Regions from separate parts of the Oryctolagus cuniculus genome. Here region 1 is linked to region 2. Evidence: chromatin contacts called from public Micro-C data. All regions are on one chromosome and are shown on one strand. The core of a region is the stretch at or near the end of the contact, and the rest is flanking DNA. Distances in the headings are between cores, read along the strand shown. Region 1 overlaps FAM76B (family with sequence similarity 76 member B). Region 2 has its middle 58 kb from the start of ENDOD1.

Evidence for each region. A called contact is a pair of places that touch in the nucleus more often than the background predicts.
Region 1: a Micro-C map of ear pinna shows a contact between it and region 2, with 3 times the contacts expected there. The contact joins two enhancer-like sites. A contact is called at or near these places in 2 of 6 Hi-C or Micro-C datasets (ear pinna and skin fibroblasts).

The regions. Positions count from the first base shown.
Region 1 is chr1:86,946,883-86,952,853 of mOryCun1.1, forward strand. All of the region lies in intron 18 of FAM76B (family with sequence similarity 76 member B), which reads right to left. Among named protein-coding and RNA genes, the nearest start is that of FAM76B, 260 kb to the right of the region's middle. Within about 2 kb of position 3,054, at least 1 of the 8 cell types and tissues checked has an H3K27ac peak or open chromatin away from gene starts, as enhancers often do. A contact at or near this core is called in ear pinna, where this site is marked.
Region 2 is chr1:86,486,407-86,493,022 of mOryCun1.1, forward strand. No RefSeq gene overlaps it. Among named protein-coding and RNA genes, the nearest start is that of ENDOD1, 58 kb to the left of the region's middle. Within about 2 kb of position 4,570, at least 4 of the 8 cell types and tissues checked have an H3K27ac peak or open chromatin away from gene starts, as enhancers often do. A contact at or near this core is called in ear pinna, where this site is marked.

The DNA of each region.
Region 1 (5,971 bases), core at 1,804-4,303, 460 kb after region 2:
AGTGTCTTTTTCTCACCACTACTTTTCAATATTATGGTGGAATTACTAGATAGTGCAGTAACACAAAGAAAGGATACAAAATGCATACATATTGGGAAGGAAGACATAAAACTGCTAGCAAATGTCATTATTGCATGTATAGAAATTTTAAATGATGCTTAATTTTGTTTTTAAATTTCAAATCCTAGCTCTTACCCATACATGGAACAACAATTAAATTGTACATGTAATTCGCCACTTTGCTACACTAACATTGTTCCAGGGGTACTTATGATGTACTTTTGAATTTTCATGTATACAGTTTTAACAGCATAATGATACTTCCTACCCTATGTCCCCCCCCACCTTTCCTCTTCCTTCCTTTCTTATTTTTCTTTTAATTTTTACAGTGACATACTTTCAATTTACTCATTTTTTTTTTTTTGACAGGCAGAGTGGACAGTGAGAGAGAGAGACAGAGAGAAAGGTCTTCCTTTGCCGTTGGTTTACCCTCCAATGGCCGCCGCAGCCGGCGCGCTGATCCAATGGCAGGAGCCAGGTGCTTCTCCTGATCTCCCATGGGGTGCAGGGCCCAAGCACTTGGGCCATCCCCCACTGCACTCCCTGGCCACAGCAGAGAGCTGGCCTGGAAGAGGAGCAACCGGGACAGAATCTGGTGCCCCGACCAGGACTAGAACCCGGTGTGCCGGCGCCGCAAGGCGGAGGATTAGCCTAGTGAGCCACTCAATTTACTCTTGATCTCAGGACCTGATCTGAGTCTCATCATCCTTCCCATCATAGCTGAATATTTCAGGAGGAACATAAAATGAAAGCCATTCTTTTCCTGGAGTGCTATCACATAGCTTTCCATTGAATTCTAGTACCATGTTTTCCTAATGCAGAGAAATCTCACTGGTTCTTATTTCTCTTCTAAATTCTGTTTGGGACTCTTTGTAATTCCACCCAGATCAGCATTTATTTGCCCTCTAAACTGTCTTGGTAGTAAGACTGTAAGGACCTTAATGTGCTCATCTGTATCCACTGTTTTTGCAGTGCCAGCCAAAGTAAATACATGCAAATAACTTACTGATTGGTTTAATATGTTTTGGAAAAGTAATTTAACTGCTGAGCATGCAGGAAGGAACTAAACATTTATTTAACAATACTTGTGTGCCAGGTAGTAAGACTGATGCTTTACACACTATTTAATACTCACTGTTAACTTTGAAGTTAGCATTGCCATCCCCATTTTTATACTTAAGGAACTGAAGTCTAAAGTATTTAAAAAACTGATTAATATCAAGCATGGGCCAGAAAAAGTAACATTTAAACAATGGGAAGATTTGTGAAGTCCCTCAGAAGAAGTTGGGATATATGAGACAGAACCATGTTTTCAGAAATGAAAATCAATATACTATATAAGTTCCATATTCTGATGATGGAAGAGATGAGAATGGCTTGAATTAGAATTGCCATAGAAAATACCAGAAATTTGGCAACTACAAGACCAGATATATTAAAAGCTTTGCTCTTGTAAGATACATATTTTTAAATTCCCATTCATTAAAGTTCTTACTTTCTAAAAGGTTTATACTGTTGATGGTTAAAACTGTGCAATTTCATATGGTCATCTTTTCTAACAAAGCTGAATAATGCATGTCTCAGCTTAAAGCACTCAAGGTCTATTGAATAGGACTCAAACATGAACAGATAATGATATTACATAAGGTAGATGAGGGATAAATATACTCAGATAATATAAAGGGATATCAGAGAAAGAAAACCTATTCCAGTGTGGGGAGCCCGGAATTTTTCTTGGAAGAATTTAATTGTGTTTGTCTTGCTCACAACTGTTTCACCAGCACCTCACATGATGCCTGATGCCTACTATGAGCTTGGCAAGCATGTGTGCACTAAAATGAATGCATGAATGACTGAGCTCTCAGTATGGGAGTTGGTGAGGAATCAGGAATGGGGGTTGATTTCAGAAGGTAGGCTCACAGAGTGCCACACAAATATTATCCAGGTAGAGGACACTGCAGAAGCAAAGGTATGCCAGAAAGAAACCAGAGAGCATGAGAGAAGATTTTAAGTAGTCATACATTGCAGGAGCAATGAGAGTGAGGCAAAGTAGAGTTAGAGAAATAAATTTCAGCCATATTCATGGATAATATTGGAAATAGTTGACAGAAGGCAAAGTACAGTCAGAATAGATGTTGGTTCAGGAAACAGCTTATGCTGGCACGTTTTATCCTTATGGGTGTTTGATTGTCAGAGAAATTGTGGGAAGCTTGGAGATGGATCTGGATGACATGGGATAGGATCTTGAGAGGAAGCTAAGAGGCTGCACGGGAGCCCGAGCTATGCATCTGGAATAACCAGGATGAAGGCCGAGGACATACACCCATAAGGAGGTGTGGTCTGCGGTTCGTGTAGATTCCTCTCAAGTTGTTTTCTTTCTTCAGTGAAACATGAAGTCAGCTCATCACCTGGTATGAGGGTGGAGGAGAAGGGACTGCAGGGTTTTTGAGGGACAAGAAGATATTGAATAGCCATTGAAGAGAAAGGGAGAGTAATCAAGTTAGGAATGTAAGTGGGCTGAATTATGATTCCACTTGAGACTAAAATGAAAGCCATCACTATAATTCTGTGTTTTTCTCTAACAATGCTAAGCTGCAAGGGTGTTGATGTGTAGTGTGCAGAATGCTGGATTTAAACAAGGTTGTATTTTTTCTAAGAGCTGAGCCTGTTGCCATATAATTATCCACAGTGTTTGTTACTTTCCTTTATAAAAGGCAACTGGATAGAGAAGTTCCCATCCTCTCTCTTCAATCAGTTCCACTTACATAGCCCTGCCATGTTGCTCATTCCTTTCACAATTAATTTCTTGGAAATGTCTCTACTGACCTGCTTCATTTTCTCATTTCCCCTTGAGGTTCCATCCTACTTCTCTAGATGTTCCTTTATGAATTCCTTTTCACTTGCCCAACTCTACATTGCCACTTGCCCTTCTCATTAGCCCCAGACTGTCTCATCTGCTCCCTATCTCACCTACACCACAAGATGGTGGTATTCATCACCACATGCCGGCAGAGGGCCTCCAGGTCATAGCTGTCCTAAGCCCCAACCAGCATATTCCTCTCTGTACTCTAACCATTCAAATGTTCCTCCCATACTACAAGAACAAATGTCCTCAATAATGTAGTATCTTTCACTCCAGTATATTCATCTTAGAATTTTCTAATTCCACCACCTACCAGAACATTCTAATTAGAAACCTGAGAATTCAATCTCCTCCCTTTCCTTGTTACATGCATCCTATTAGTTAATCATCAATACCATCAATTATACATTCCCAATATTTTTCTTCATCTTTCCAAATAACTAAATTAGTAAAGAATAAGAAAACATACACTAATTGATAAAAATATATTTTAATGCCAATTTGGATCTGGTGCTCATATCACCTCTACATATTTGGAAAGTTTCCCACAGATATTTGGTAAAATTACATGTGTCTCTATGGACAACCTGACAAATTTTGGCTTCTGCAAAAATGACTGGGGGCAGAGCTGTGAATATTGAATCTGTTTCTCATTGAATTAGCCAAAAAAAGCAGGAATGGAAACTCCACCCACTGACCAGCTCTAGTTGCACAACTCAACATTTTATGGTTGGGGTTACAAGGGAAAATTCCAAGTAAAACTAACTCTGGGTCCTTTATCTGACGGGCTCAGAGGCTTCCATGGGATCATGGGGTTGAGAACTTACCTTTCCATTTAGACCTGCTGTGCTTCATGACGTCCAGAAGCAAAGCAAGCTGAGCTGAGTTCTTGGAAAACATTGGAGAGCTGGGCCATATCAAAGGGAATTTGGAGTGGTTTATGTGGTTTGAAAATTCTTGGGGCAAAACTGCCTTCCTGTTGCTTTTGGAAACTACAGTCCAGAATTGGAAAGGAGGCAAACAACAGGAACTCCCTAACTATTTGGTTTGCTTCCCATTTGTGCTCAGCTAATTATTTTATGCAAACAAGAAAGCATGTTTTTCCACAGTTCCTTCTTTCTCTCTTTCTTTCTCTCTCTTTCTTTCTCTCTTTCTCTCTTTCTTTCTCTCTTTCTCTTTCTTTCTTTCTTTCTTTCTTTCTTTCTTTCTTTCTTTCTTTCTTTCTTTCTTTCTTTCTTTCTTTCTTTCTTTCTTTCTTTCTTTCTTTCTTTCTTTCTTTCTTTTCTTTTTTCAGCCTTGCTGTAACCAAGCCTAACACAGGGGACAATGGAAGATGAAAACCAAATCAGATGACTTCAGTTTAGACACAAATAGAACCAGGTACCTTCTGCCATGCAAACCAATCACAGAACCTTCTCATATGCTTCCCTACATTCTCCACTGTGACTAGAATAAGTGGAATTCATTTGGTGTACAGTTAGCCACCATCCAAGGCCAACAGCACTGAAAATTTCCAAGTAGTGGCTGGTGGTCATGAATTTAAAGTAGGGTCAGTAACTATGACCAGTGTTCCTATCATTCAGTCCCCAGTATGCATTAGTAACAATGTGTGGGCAAATCTCTCCCATCCTTTCAACTCAGCAGGATCTCGAGTTGTAATTACTCCTTTTCCTCTAAAGCCACCTCACTATCTGCTTTTATTCCAATTCTTTGCTCACTTACTGTTGTCTCTTCTCCTACACTTTTTGCCCCTGTGGCTTAACATCTCTAATTCTTTATTATCATTTTAAAAGGATTTGAGGAATGAGTCAATAACATTTATCTAGAACCCTTAATTATTTTTGTGTTTGTGATTTTGCCACTAATTTTTTAATTATTTCAGAGAGGAACAGGGTTGATCAGTTTTTCTCTTGACCACCTTGTAGAACACCTGGCATTTTCAGCAATTATTACTGAAGAAAAAGATGGAATGAATTTCTCCATGAATCCTTTTGCTAAGCTAATGCCTATAACAGAATATAAAGTGCATATAAAATTCAGACAGATAATGATTACAGAATATATAATGATGTTAGGAATTGGGTCAGATATGCTTTGAATCTGTAGAAAAGCCAAAATGTGTTTTTCCAAATTGTATTCTCAGAGATTTGATGTTTGTCTCTGATTCATATGTATTCAGGTCTCCAAGGAAAGTTCTCTATTGCCCCAAGTGGGGAGGCATGTTTATATGGAACAAGCCTTGGCACCTTGCTTCCCTGCCTCTACTACCACTTCCAAACCTCTGCCTTAGCTGGACCTTCTCTGAGTTGTTCTCCGAGAGCAAGGGCACCTGCCAGGCTGAACTCCTGGCGCAGGAAGCTGAGTAGAGATTGTGGGTGGTTCAGTAATTTATTGTTGCATGCCTTGCCTGATTTAAACCATCCCCTTGTCACCAAATGGGAACTTTCAGCTATTAGAGAAGACATGCAGCCCTTTTTGTCTCTATACCTTTCAAGTTGCCTTTTACCAGATCAAAAGATTAAAGCTTCTTCCAGAATTCCAAACCAGCTAGTTCTGAAAATTTTAAATGTGCCTGAAAAAAAGCATCTGTTCTCTCTATGTTACTCCTATCCTTTCTTTATATTAAACACCTCTTCATTTGTGTTTGCTAAGGCTGATAAGTAGAAAATCTATCTTTTATAAGTTCAAAGAACTCTATTCCATGCGTTTAGAATTTTCCTAATTTCACTGGGTTCATAAGGACTGTAATATAAGGGCCCTCAATCCCTACTCTTGACAGGTTTCCAGGCTGACATACTCAGTAGTGGTGGCAGCTCTCTTGCTTGCTCAGGGTAGAGCATGGCATTTGCACAAGAACTTGGCTTATACATTTGTGAAACTTAAAGCCTTGACAAGCTTCCCTGCCCTGGTGTTTTGAAACTTCCTAATTCCCCAATTAAAGAGGTTTGCAGTTTTCTGCGTTTCACAGCTCAGCCTGGGGTAATCTGGATTGGGACAGTTCCAGGAGAGGAGGTCACAAAAAGTGCAGATTCATACATAATGTATGTA
Region 2 (6,616 bases), core at 3,320-5,819:
GCCATTAAGTGGTAGAGCCAGTGTCTCAGTCCATATTCTTTGTGTTTTCCATGTATCAGATTGGGCTCTCCAGGAATCAGACTGTATGACGTTAACGGGAGCAAGTAGACTGAGTGTTCAGGGCCAACATTGACGAGGAAGGCAAAGGTGCAGAGCAGGGCAAAGGAGCAGGTGCACTGTGCAACAGTCATCACAAAGAACTCAGCAGATCCCTGGGGAGCTAAGACGCTGAGGACATCCTTTACAGTTGTTCCAGTACCCTTATGACTACCCAGATTCCCCATAAACAGCAATGCAGGAAATGACCACTCAATAAACAAATTCATCATGATCAAGATTGACTATAAAGAGAGGCAGTGTTACACAGGGAGCAGACTCCTGATGTGAAAGGTCCTGGTGCTGGATACGGAATCTTTCTTGTAGAAGACTGGACTCTCCAGGCCTCAATTCCTACACAATCCTCAAAAGGTGCACTCAGGTCTCTTAACCCGAAGTCCCAAGATGCATGCCACAAGGCCCTCTATATCATCTGCCCAAGGAGTCCTCAGCGCAGGCTGTTACATTTTTAATGTTGTTGAGTTTCGACATGGCCCCAAATTGACTCAACTTACAGTATTGAATTTGTTTACTCGAAGATTCCAAATTGTGACCATACACCCAATTGAGGAGCTCCAAAAAGTAAATAATTCAGGAGCCGTTCACCCATGGAGGCTGGCGTTGGGAGGCTGTTAGCTAATGAGACATTGACAGCCAATCACAGTGATAGTTACTGGCAAACCACAGAATCCATAGTGTGTGGAATGGAATAAAAGAGCCACACGTTCTCCAGACCCCATCCTCCTGTGTGTCTGATCCAGCCTCTCCTCCAGTGTCTGTGGGTAGCATAAAGAAGAGAAGCAGAGAACTAGAAGTCAACAGGGAAGAGAGCAAGATGAGAAAATGTAGGAAAGTGGGACTAATTTACTGAATGCATTCTGTCACTTAATCCTTATTACAACAAAACATATATTGGTGTGATTATAAGTTTTACAGATGAGGAAATTGAGATTCCAAATGACAAGCTGAGATCCCACACATGTGGGAGAAACAAGAAAGACAAGGAAACCATGAAGAAGCAGGTGGAGAATAAGCTGGGAGCATTTAACAGAAAAGGAGACAACACTTAACATGTTTAATAACACCCCACATACTCCCGGGACTCTGTGCTCCCCCTCGGCATCCGAATTGGGCAAAACCAAGAAGGAAGCCAGTCTCCAGACCCCCAGTCTCCATTCTCCCTTCCCAGTCTCCTTTCTCAATAACTCCAGATCCATCATGGGATACCCTATGGCCTCTGACAGACTGTCTTTCCAGAAGTTTTTAGATATGTGATCACAGAGATCAGTCTTGGCTTCAATTCTAACAGAATTATTAGCCGTCAAATAAACAATGAATGATTAGTTCCTGTACTTTAGGGACTTTTACATATAGTATTTCATCTATCCTCCAAAACAAGCTTGACATCATAAAATAAGTATTTTGTGTGTATGGAAGAGGAATTTGAAGCTCCAAGAAGCTAAGTAACTGGTCTAAGATCACACAGTATCAGAACAAGGAATGGAGGCCAGGTAACAGGCCAGGTTGTGGCTTACACATTTTCCACTTGCTTCTCCAGCATCAAAGTTATTGAGGTCTGTGAGCCCCACATGCATTGCCCTGGACTCACTTTTGTTTGACACAAACATTCAGGACTCACCAAGGATTGCAAATTCTGCATGGACTGCTAAGTTTCCCAGTGACAGGAAGTATGTGTGAGTGTGTGTGTGTGTGTGTGTGAGAGAGAGAGAGAGAGAGAGAGAGAGACTTTTGGTATTCACATAGCACGCAGGCTCCCTCAAGGCAAACAGTGGTATGTGGACAAAGGGAAGAGTGAGAGAATTGTGTAAATGAGTAGAAGAACCTCTTCCCCTCCCCCTTCCCAATAACCAACACCTCCACACTGATATTTCCTCAAGGAATTATTCAGTCTACACCTTTGGTCTATGTCCTCTTAGTGCCCTCACTGCCAGCAGCCACTGCCCTGTCCCGGAACTGGGACTAGCTCTAGCCTTTGTGGGTGCCTGTGAATGCTACCAAAAGTCCTCAAGGGGAGATTCCAGCACCCCTAAGTTTCCGCTATTCTGTAGAGCAGATGGGAAGGGCCACATCTTCTTAAGACCCAGCAGTAGGGCTGGAAGATTGGCTGATGAACTAGAGCCCTAGGGGGAGGAACATTCTAGAAACACACCCACACAGAACGTGAAGTAACATCTTTACAGTAGCAACTCCATTTTGGAGCACCTGAGACTCCATCTTGAGAAAGAACCCCCCGCCCTGGGAGATTCTGCTCTGAAACTATGATCTAACACACTCGAACAATAGCAATCCACTACATCACAACCTGGCAAAGCATAGAAACCCTCTAGCGTGATCGCTCAAGCATGGAAGAGGATAGGCTGCACCTGGGTTAATGATAAAAATGTAATTTGTCTATGTCCTACACACGATTTAAGCCAATACCTGGATTAATGTCAAGATTATAATTGAAATTGTTAAGGTTGTAACTGGTATTGTCACGATTATAATTGCTATTAATTTCGCATAGGTTTTAGGTCAGCTTGACCCTGGTAACCATGTATTCCCTCATCCTAGCAACCATGTATTCCCCTCCTGATTTTGTGGTTTTTGCCTTTATAAACCCTGTTGCTTTGGACTTTGGGTATGAGCCCACTCTCCATGGACCATAAATTTTATCAGTGTGTGGGTTTTTTTTTTTTTTTTTTTTTTTTTTTTTTGCACTCCCTCAGGTACAACAAACACACTGTCTTCTGGTAAACTGAATGAAGAGGCAGGGGACATAGTGAGGCCTAGAGCTCCAAACCTAGGTGATGCTGTGACCCTGAGTGCTACCAGGGAGATGGGACAGATAAAGAAGGAGGTGTGAAATGGCAGAGGGGGAAAGATGGTATTTGCCACTGCATGTAGAAGAATCAGGGTCAAGAAATGCAGGAAGCACAGTGGTATGAGCCGCTGCTTGCCCCCTCTTAGGCATAAGTGATTTCTCCAAGTCAGCACTGGGCTTGGGAAGTCCCTCTGCCTTTTACTGAGAAGGGGGGACTTTACGCAAGGCACACAGCAGAGCTGTCAAGGGGATGCGGTAGGCGTGGAAAGTTCCCTGTGTGTCCCCGCATCTCAGGGTGATTCGGAAAGCTGCTTTCTCTTCTTCCCAGGCAGAGACACCGAGAAAGAGGAAAATTGTGGCTATCTTTGGAATCCTCTAAGGGCAGGAGCCCTGAGCTGGAAGAGGCCGGACCAGCAGGCTGACAAAGGGGCATTGTTTCCCAGGAGGGCTAGCCAGGGCTGGCGCTGGCTCGATCACGAGCCACAAGTCCTCAACAGTCAACCCCAAACACTTTTGTCAAGTTCAAGAATGTAAGAGGAGGCCAGCCGCTGTTTCTTTACAACCCTGGGGTAGGTGGGGAGAAAGTCGCTCCTTTTGCTGAGCAGGACAGAGTGTGCCCCAGCTGTGGCGCAGGTGCACCAAGCCCGGAGGTCTGCAAGGAGGCGGCGGGACGACTGCGCACCCCTTCGCGTCGGAGGCTGCACGCCTTTTGGTGCTACTCTGGGCCCGTTTCCTGCAGCGACGGGGAAGGTTGTGGCGACGCGGATCCCTGAAACTTACGGGTCAGCCACCAGGGGGAACACAAGGCCTTAGGGGCCAGGCGCTGCGCAGTTCCGCAGCATCTGCAAATTCCCTTCCTCTCCTCGGGCTGACCCCAGAGCTGGATGGAGCCGGTGCTCATTCCGAAAGCTGACAAGCATGCACTCGCAACCAGAAAACGTGATGCGCGTGGTGCCAGCGACTCCTTTGATGGACACTTCTTGGGTCACAGCGGGGCGGTGGTGGCGAGAAATTCCCTGCCGGGATAAAAGCGGCGGGCGGGGTGGCCGGGCTCTTTTTTGGAGGACGTTTGCTGCTCCAGGGTCCCTTCCTGGGACTCGAGCTCAAAGGAGGCAAGGTTCTGGGGGAACCACGAGGAAGTGATGCTTATTCTCTGGACCCCTGCTCTGGCCGGGGCTGTGTGCTTCCCGACACCCACCCGTGTCCCGCACCTCTGGTGACACTCGCTGCCACGGGAGGGTCTGGTAAACAAGTCGACCAAGGCGGGCAGAACGCCCAGGGCTTCTTCGCGCTCCTGGGAAGGGTTCTTTCCCTGCTACCGGATGGGAGAGCCTTTGAAGAGTCAGAGGGAGGCCTAGGGACTCCTCCCAGAAAAACGCACCCTCATTCCCCTTCGGGGCTCCCAGCCTCTCTCAGGCTCTGGCTGGAAAGGCCGCTGGTCTGGGCGGGTCCGCGCTCTCGGGGCCCTGCTGGAGTCCAAGCGCGGCAGGGGGGCCTGGCCGGCGCTCGCAGACCGGGAAGCGTCGGGCGGTGCCAACCACGCTGCGCCCACAAAGGGCTGCCGGGGGTCCACACGTGTGATCCTTCCTGTGGAGTGCGTCCCTCCCTGGCGGCAAGCCCCGGGGGCGGGCAGAACGGGCTGTGTCTCTAAACGACGACGAACTGAGAGTGGGCAGCGGCCTCAGAGAGCCTGCGGACTCATCGCCACGCGCCCAGACACTTCCATGGGCCCGCTTTCACTGTGCCCCTTGTTGGGTGATGCGCTCTGGGTCTCCCCAGCCCCCAACCATGGCCCAGGTGGGCTGTGTTAATAAACGCAATCTGGTTACAGTGTAGGTGGCTGCACACACCGCGGCACTCTTTCGCGGTGGGCTGATTTCACAGCTTCACCCGCAGAGGGCGACCTTGTGCCAATTTCTTGAGCACCCCAGGCTTCGCTCCTCTCCCTACCAAACTGGTGAGGTGCCTGCTTGCTTTCCTCTCGCGCTGAGGCTCTGGGCCTTCTCCAGGGATCGGTAGGTCTGTTGTTCCCATGCCCGCCAGTAAGATTGAAGGCGCAAGGACCTAGCACTTTTTGACCGGAGTACAATCAGTGGGCGCTGACTCTATCGAAGTCCGCCTGAGCCCTGTTGGATTTTAAGGAGCCTAAAAATCCTTCGATGTGAAGAAAGTAGATCAGGGAAATGCAGGTGCCTGAGGATGCATAGGAAGAACCTACTGTGAGCCAGGCTCTCCAGTGCACACTGAGGGGGACAGGGGCTTGGTTTGGAGCCCTAAGAGCTGGCTGTAATCCGTGCTGTCTCCATATGAATTTCCTCACATGGTTTCTGCCCATGGTAGTCTATCTTTTTCACAGCATTTACCACTATGCAGTCAAATGCTTGTATAACCATTTATTTTGTCCCCTACACACATATTTATAGAGTGCCCACTATGTGCCAATAAGCGAACCCATGCTGAGCGTGTCATCAGACAGGCAATAAGCAACAAATATAAAAACTGCCTGTTGGAAGGGGGCTGGGTGTGTAGATATTTTACAGACTTTGACCTTATGTGAAAAAATGGAGAGCTATTGGTGAGTTTTTGAGTGGCAGATGGACACTGGCTTTTCATGAGGCTCCCACCAGCTGCTGTGTGAACAAACTGGAGGGATAACTGAGCAGGGAAGAGAGGGAACTGAGCTGGAGGCAGAGAGACGTGGTCAGATTCTGCCTGTGTGTTTAGAAGTCAAGGAAGAAAGCTTTCTAACTGACTGGGGGTGGGCTATGAGAGACAAGAGATCAGCAAAGGATGACTCCATGTAGCTGGAAGAAGAGAGAAGAGAGAGAGAGCGAGAGAGAGAGAGAGAGAGAGAGAGCACGTGCGCGAGAGCACTCAATTTGCACATATTAGAAAAACAAGTACAGAGGTCGACTTGGCAGACATACTTCTGGAGATAAAGAAGTGGGGTTAGCAGGGCATGAAGAGGACTTGAAAGCCTGGTGCCCAGAGAGAATCTCCAAAGTGAGTGTGCATGAGGAGTCCAGCCCGGGCCCTGGGGCCTCCTCTTCTCCACCCTGACTCCAGTGGTCCTCATTTGCTCCCTACGCCTTCTCCAAGAACATCAATTGTGTGAATGAACCCAATTTCTCCAACTCTTACTTTCATGACATGTAAAATGAACATTAACATTATTCCTACCTTATACGGATGCTGTCAGGAAAAGTTCGATGTGTTAATGAAAGTGAAAATGCCTCACAAATGCAAGGGTGCTTCAAAACGTTCAGGGAATTGGAATTAAATAAGTTTATTGTGGTGCAAAAAATATATTGAAATCCCTGCAGTTTTTTTTTTTTCATAACATACATTTCCCATGAAGTCTTTGAAAAACCCCCAGAGTAGGCACTCAATATATATGCTAATTTTTATTTATTTACCTGACAGAGAGAACACTCCCATTTTCTGGTAACTCCTCAAATGCCCCCAATGGCCTGAACTGGGTGATGTTGCAACTGGGAACCAGGAACCCAATCCGAGTCTCCTTCATGGGTGTCAAGGGCTCAGTTGCTTGAGCCATCACCATTGCTCCCCAGGTCTGGATTAGCAGGAAGTTGAAGTTAGGAGTCAGAGCTGGGTACTAAAGCAAAACATTCCAGTATGGGATGAAGGCATCCTAACCAATAGCTTAACTGCTAGGCCGAACACCTGTCCCTCAGT